2 separate regions of the Mus musculus genome follow, and region 2 is linked to region 1. A link is a contact called in public promoter capture Hi-C data. All regions are on one chromosome and are shown on one strand. The core of a region is the stretch at or near the end of the contact, and the rest is flanking DNA. Distances in the headings are between cores, read along the strand shown.

What was found. Promoter capture Hi-C pulls out the DNA fragments that hold promoters and counts their contacts.
Region 2: a contact with region 1 is called in a promoter capture Hi-C map of stem cell-derived epiblast-like cells, with 2.5 times the contacts expected there. The contact joins the promoter of 1110018N20Rik here to the enhancer-like site in region 1. A contact is called at or near these places in 4 of 39 promoter capture datasets (embryonic stem cells, hippocampal neurons and stem cell-derived epiblast-like cells), 2 of 484 Hi-C or Micro-C datasets (embryonic stem cells and rod photoreceptor), 2 of 115 datasets of contacts at active chromatin or transcription factors (embryonic stem cells and large pre-B cells) and 3 of 9 other capture datasets (adipose tissue, liver and pancreatic islet).

What each region holds. Positions count from the first base shown.
Region 1 is chr2:167,003,517-167,006,467 of GRCm38.p6, reverse strand. No RefSeq gene overlaps it. Among named protein-coding and RNA genes, the nearest start is that of Stau1, 8.7 kb to the right of the region's middle. Within about 2 kb of position 1,482, at least 50 of the 459 cell types and tissues checked have an H3K27ac peak or open chromatin away from gene starts, as enhancers often do. A contact at or near this core is called in liver and stem cell-derived epiblast-like cells, where this site is marked.
Region 2 is chr2:167,189,043-167,191,993 of GRCm38.p6, reverse strand. It overlaps 1110018N20Rik (a long non-coding RNA gene), which reads right to left and starts at 1,369. Exons shown (of 4, transcript XR_001783560.2): 1 at 579-1,369; 2 at 1-164. It also overlaps a transcript of Kcnb1 not described here.

The DNA.
Region 1 (2,951 bases), core at 233-2,732:
TCCAACAAGAATTAAGATGGGTTGACCTGTGGCTTTGGGTGTAAGCTGAGGACCATCAGCAATGTGTGGCTGGGGTAAGGAGGAGCTGACTGTCTCAGTTGGAAGTATTTGTTTACAAACACATTGACTCTGCTGCAGAAGCCGAGCCTCAGCTCTGGTCATGCGGGCCTGTGTGGCAGGCATTCTCATTAGTACTCTCGAACGGCTTAAGCATTTTAATTGTGGACTAGAGTTCCCAAAAAAGTAATAAAGCTTGAGGTTTTGTTTTTGTTTTTTTTTAAAAAAAAAAAAGATTTGAAGACTAGGGAACAAAATACCCATGGAAGGAGTTACAGAGACAACGTTTGGAGCTAAGACTAAAGGATGGACCATCTAAAGACTGCCCCACCTGGGGATCCATCCCAAAATCAGCCATCAAACGCAGACACTATTGCATATGCCAGCAAGATTTTGCTGAAAGGACCCTGATATAGCTGTCTTGTATGAGGCTATGCCAGTGCCTGGCAAATACAGAAGTGGATGCTCACAGTCATCTATTGGATGGAACACAGGGCCCCCAATGGAGGAGCTAGAGAAAGTACGCAAGGAGCTGAAGGGGTCTGCAACCCTATAGGTAGAACAACAATATGAACTAACCAGTACCCCGGAGCTCTTGTCTCTAGTTGCATATGTAGCAGAAGATGGCCTAGTCAGCCATCATTGGGAAGAGAGGCCCCTTGGTCTTGCAAACTTTATATGCCCTAGTACAGGGGAACGCCAGGGCCAAGAAGTGGGAGTGAGTGGGTAGGGGAGCAGGGCTTGGGGAGGGTGTAGGGAACTTTCGGGATAGCATTTGAAATGTAAATGAAGAAAATATATAACAAAAAATTTGAAAAAATAGGATTTGAAAAAATTAGTTACCTTCTCTGATGGAGTTCTTTTTTCCCCATCGGGTTACTTGGCATTAAATTTGGGAACTAACCAGGTCACCTGTGGTGTCAGAGGCTGTCTTGATGACCTAGAACTAACTCAACATACCTACATCTAACCTCTCTGCCGCAGAGTTCATAACATCTCTACACAGAGTCCTGTCAGACTTTTAATATATACATATTTTAATATTTTTTTGAGGCAGGGTTTCTGTGCTGGCTTGCCTTATGTCAACTTGACACAAGCTAGAGTTATTTGAAAGGAAGAAGGAGGGACTCTCAGTAAGAGCCCGCTGTAATTACTTAGTAATTGATGACAGAGAGCCAGACTATGGTGGGTGGTACCATCCTTGGGCTGATGGTCCTGCATTCTATAAGCAAGCAGGATGAGCAAGCCGTGGGGAGTAAGCCAGTAACTAGCACCCCTCCATTGCCTCTGCATCAGCCCCTTCCTCCCGGGTCTTTCCCTGTTAGAGTTCCTGTTCTGACTTCCTTTAATCATGAACGGTAATGTGGAAGTGTGAGCCAAATAAACCCTTTCCTTCCCAAGCAGTCTTTTGGTCATGGGGTATCACTGCAGCAATAGAAACCCTCACTAAGTTTCTCTGTGTAGATCTGGATGTCCTGGTACTCACTCTGTAGACCAGGCTGGCCACAAACTTGGGGATTTGCCTCTCTCTGTCTACCAAGTACTGGGATTAAAGACTTGCACCGTAAGTAAACAAGCAGGGCTTGCTTGCTTGCTTGCTTGATTTGTTTATTTGTTTGTTTGTTTGTTTGATGTGTATGGGTGTTTTGCCTGCATGTAGATCTAGTTGTAATGACCACAAAGGCCAGAAGAGGGCATTGTATCCCCTGAAACTCAAGTTTCCGATGCCTGTGAGCCACCTTGTTAGTGTTGGTAATCCTGAGTCCTTTGAAGAGCAGCCAGCCAGTGCTTTTAGCAGCTGAGTCATCTCTCCGGCCCAGCCTTCAGACTTTTTGGGGATTATTTTGGAGGAGGTAGGAGTTACAGCTCAGCTGGTAGAGGGCTTGCCTAGCAAACGGGAAGATTTGGGTTTGACACTTACTACCGCATGACTAGGACGGGGTGGTACGCACCTGTAATCTCAGCACTTGGAAAATGGATACAGGAGGATGGAAAGTTCTAGGTCATCTTTGCCTACTGGCGAGTTCAAGGCCACCTTGGGCTGCCTGAGACTTTGTCTCTAAGATGAACAACAGCTGGGGAACAGCTGAGAGATAGATCAGCAGTTAAGAGCTCTGGCTGCTGTTCCAGAAGACCCACCACTCTCTGTGGCTTACAACAGTCTGTAACTCCAGCCCCAAGGGGATCTGGCCACCTGCTCTGACACATTGTTCACATACAGACACAGAGGCAAAGCACCTAGACACATAAATAAAAATCTAAAAAAAAATGTACATCTTAAATTAACAAACAAACAAACAAACAAACAAACAAAGGAATCCAAGCAGGCAGTGAGTTCAGGCTGGCCTTGAACTCATGGAGATCCTCCTGTCTCAGGCTTCCAGTAGATCACAGGCATGAGTCGCCATGCCTGGCTTTCTCATGGAATTAATAGAGATTTGCTTTCCTGTTAACTGACTGTTGGTATTTTTGACTTTTGTATGTGTGTGTGTGTGTGTGTGTGTGTGTGTGTGAGAGAGAGAGAAATCTTTTTTTTGGGGGTGGGGGGGTTGAGACAGGGTTTCTCTGTGTAGCCCCGACTGTCCTGGAACTCACTCTGTAGACCAGGCTGGCCTCAAAGTCAGAAATTCGCCTGCCTCTGCCTCCCGAGTGCTGGGATCAGGTCTCATTACAGGTGGTTGTGAGCCACCCCATGGTTGATAGGATTTGAACTCAGGACCTTCAGAAGAGCAGTCAGTGCTCTTAACTTCTGAGTCATCTCTCCAGCCCCGAAATCTTTTTATTATTCCTATCTCTTTACAAAGCTTGCCATTAATCTTTCTTATTTTTATGATCACTGTGATGGCAGGTTTTTTGTTTTTTGTTTTTTGTTTTTTGCTTTTTGTTTTTTGTTT
Region 2 (2,951 bases), core at 120-2,619, 190 kb before region 1:
GTTTTCAGTGGAGGAATCGTCTTCGTCGTCATCGTCATCATCATCGTCCAACGCTTCAAGCAAGAGGCCAGGCCAGGCCAACAAGGGCAAGTGGTCTTCCTTCTTCCACACTATTTAATCTGGTCCCCCACTAGCAGATGCTACCCACATTCTGGTCAGTCCTCCTACATCAATTAAAGCAATTAAGACAATTCTTTAGGTGAGGCTGTTTGCTCGGGTGACTTTAATTTGTGGTGAGTTGACACCAACCCTAACCCTCTCTCTCACACACGCACATAGGGACGCAAGGGAAGGAAAACAAATCTTACATTGTCCTTTTTGTTGTTGTTTTTTGAGACAGGGTTTCTCTGTGTAGCCCTGGTTGTCCTAGAATGGGCTCTGTGGACCAGGCTAGCCTCAAACTCACAGAGACCTGCCTGCCTCTGCTTCCTGAGTGCTAAGTCTTGTATTTTTCTATGCTGTTACTGTGGTGGCCAGGGAGGCGTATGGCTGTCCCTCATTTGCCCTTGGCCTCTAGCCTAGACACAACTCCATGTGGAACTCCTCTTACCTCCCCACATCTATCACTCCCTTCTTACCATGGTGGTAGAGTCTGTCCTCACTTCTGAGAGGCCCTGCTGAGCTCCTGGGTTACGCTCTCAGCATGGCCTCCCCTGCTCCCATGACTCCCCAGTAGTACTCATGATTGACCGAAGCTTTCTCCTTTAAAACGAACAAACAAAAAAAATGCTTGTTTTTCTTCAGTGTTGGGCAAACTGAGAAGAGGAGGGAGGGGCTGAGCCAGAACTATCAGGCCAGAGCAAGGGAAAACCCGTGGAGGCTTTACTCCACTGACAACCGCATTCAGTTTGGGAAATGGAACATTCATTCTGACAGCCTTGGCACTGTAGATAGAGGAGGGATGGGGGAGCTGGGAGCAGAGGTCACAGGGAGAGAAGCTGGGAAGGGAACTGACCAGAGTGAATGGTTCTTACAAACAGTTTTGCGTGATGCAGTGCAAAGGAACCCAGGTGGAGATGGGAAAGCCTTACCTTGGGGCACCATGTCCCACTAAGTTCCCCCCCCCTCCAGGACAAGGTTCTCTGCTGCATCTCTAACTCCTTAACACCGCACAACAGATACGTGTGTCAGAGAACAAACCAGCCGAGCCCAAGTGTGGCTGACAGAGGGATACCTGACCCCTTCTGCATGCAACCCTGCCTACAGTCACTCCGGAACCTGCCGGCCCCACCGCACAGGGTGAGGCAGGGCCAGTGGATCTCTCGGTTGAGCCTCGACCCTCGGCAGTCTAGAAGCAGCTGTCCAAGTTAGCACCCATGGGTGAGTGACTAACAAGGCCCGGCAAACTCTGAGTCTTCCCTGGCCCTTCACCTGGCCTTATGTTTCTCCTCAACAGCTACCACCCAGCTGCCCACCTCTTTTGCCTGTTGGTTTGTTAATTGGTGTAATATCCACCTTCCTCCAGAATCTAGAATTTGATTTTGTAGAATCTGGAATGGAATCAAAGCAAGGGCTATTTAAAATTGCCACCTGCCTTCTCCAGCTTTCCCATCCTCCCAGCTTCTAGCCTGTCTGACATAGTCTTCCAATTCTGTTTACAGTCGCTCTCCAGGGAGCCCGGCGACCCAGAGGCTAGTTGGCTTCGCAACTGTATCTCCCACGCCCGTCCTACGTGCAGCGCATGCATGCAGTAGGCGCTCAGCCTCGTGGTGGCCAGGACGCAGTCAAGCAGCCCGGGTGGGCCCCGCGGCCTGAGCCAGGGCCGGGCCGGGCACGGAGGGGTTAAGCCGCGCGCGTTTCCGACCCGCAGGTGGCGCCGTCCCGCCTCGGTGCCACTCGCCGCGCTCCGAAGTGCGGGACAGAATCGCGGCGAGCGCGGAGCCGAAGCTCAGCCCGACTTGTTGATCTCGCGCAGGCAGCCGCGGCCGCCGCCGAGCCGAGCCGGAGCCCGAGGTGGAGGCGGAGGCGCCGCCGATCGCCCGGGCCGCGCCGTCCCTGCGCCCCGCAGAGCGCCCCGCCCGCGCCCCGCAGCCCCGGCGCCGCCCTCCCGCCCGCCCGGCCGGCCCGGGTAGGCCTAGCCCGGCCCCGGGACCGCCGCTGCCGCGGGCGGGGGCGCGGGCGGGCGGCCGGCGAGATGCGCGCGGCGCGGCCCCGGGAGGCGGCCACCCTGGGGGTGAGTGTGGCGGGGTAGGGGGGTGGCGCGGGCCCACCCCGGGGCTGGGGGCGGGGCGTGTGCCCCGCGGGCTGTAGGGCCCGGGAACCCCCCGAAATCACCGGTGCGTGGCGGGAGGAGGGCACGCTCCGAAAGGCCAGAAGATTCCGCTGGTTTCCCCGCCTCCCACCTCCCCCACCCCTTCTCTTCCGAGCCCGGGCAAAGGCGCAGAACCCGGAGTTATAAAAAGCCATCGCCGGGAGGAGCGAGGAGGAGGAGCGGGAGGAGGGGGAGGAGGAGAAAGAGAGGAGGAGGGGCAGGAGGGGAGCACCGAGCAGGCGGATCCCGAGGACTCCGCGCCCCTCCTGCGCTAGAGTGGGGAGGGGGCGCACAAGGAGGTGCAGACCCCGCTGGCTTGGCTCCTTCGACCCTCACCTGGTCTCCGGAGCGGTCTCGGGTCCTGGTGTTGTGAGGAGTGGGGTCGCCCCAGGACAGGGCAGCCTGGTGGCCTCCGACAGGTGGGCATCTGGTAGCCTCCACAGTCCTCACTCGGCCCAAAATCTTCTAAGATTTAGAAAAAGCAAGCCCAATGCCATCGTTATGCTCCCACCCAAAATCTTGACTATCTTGGGGTGGGAGGAGATGAGAACTCACTAAAGAGAGAAAGAAAGTTCTCCCTGCCTCTCCCTTGCCTCCCAATTGCGGGGGCCAGGTTGGGCTCTCCAGCCCGAGAGCAGGGAGTTTCAGCACTCGACGGGACGGACAGCGCCCCGGGCGGCCGGATTGCGCCAGGGCGGGG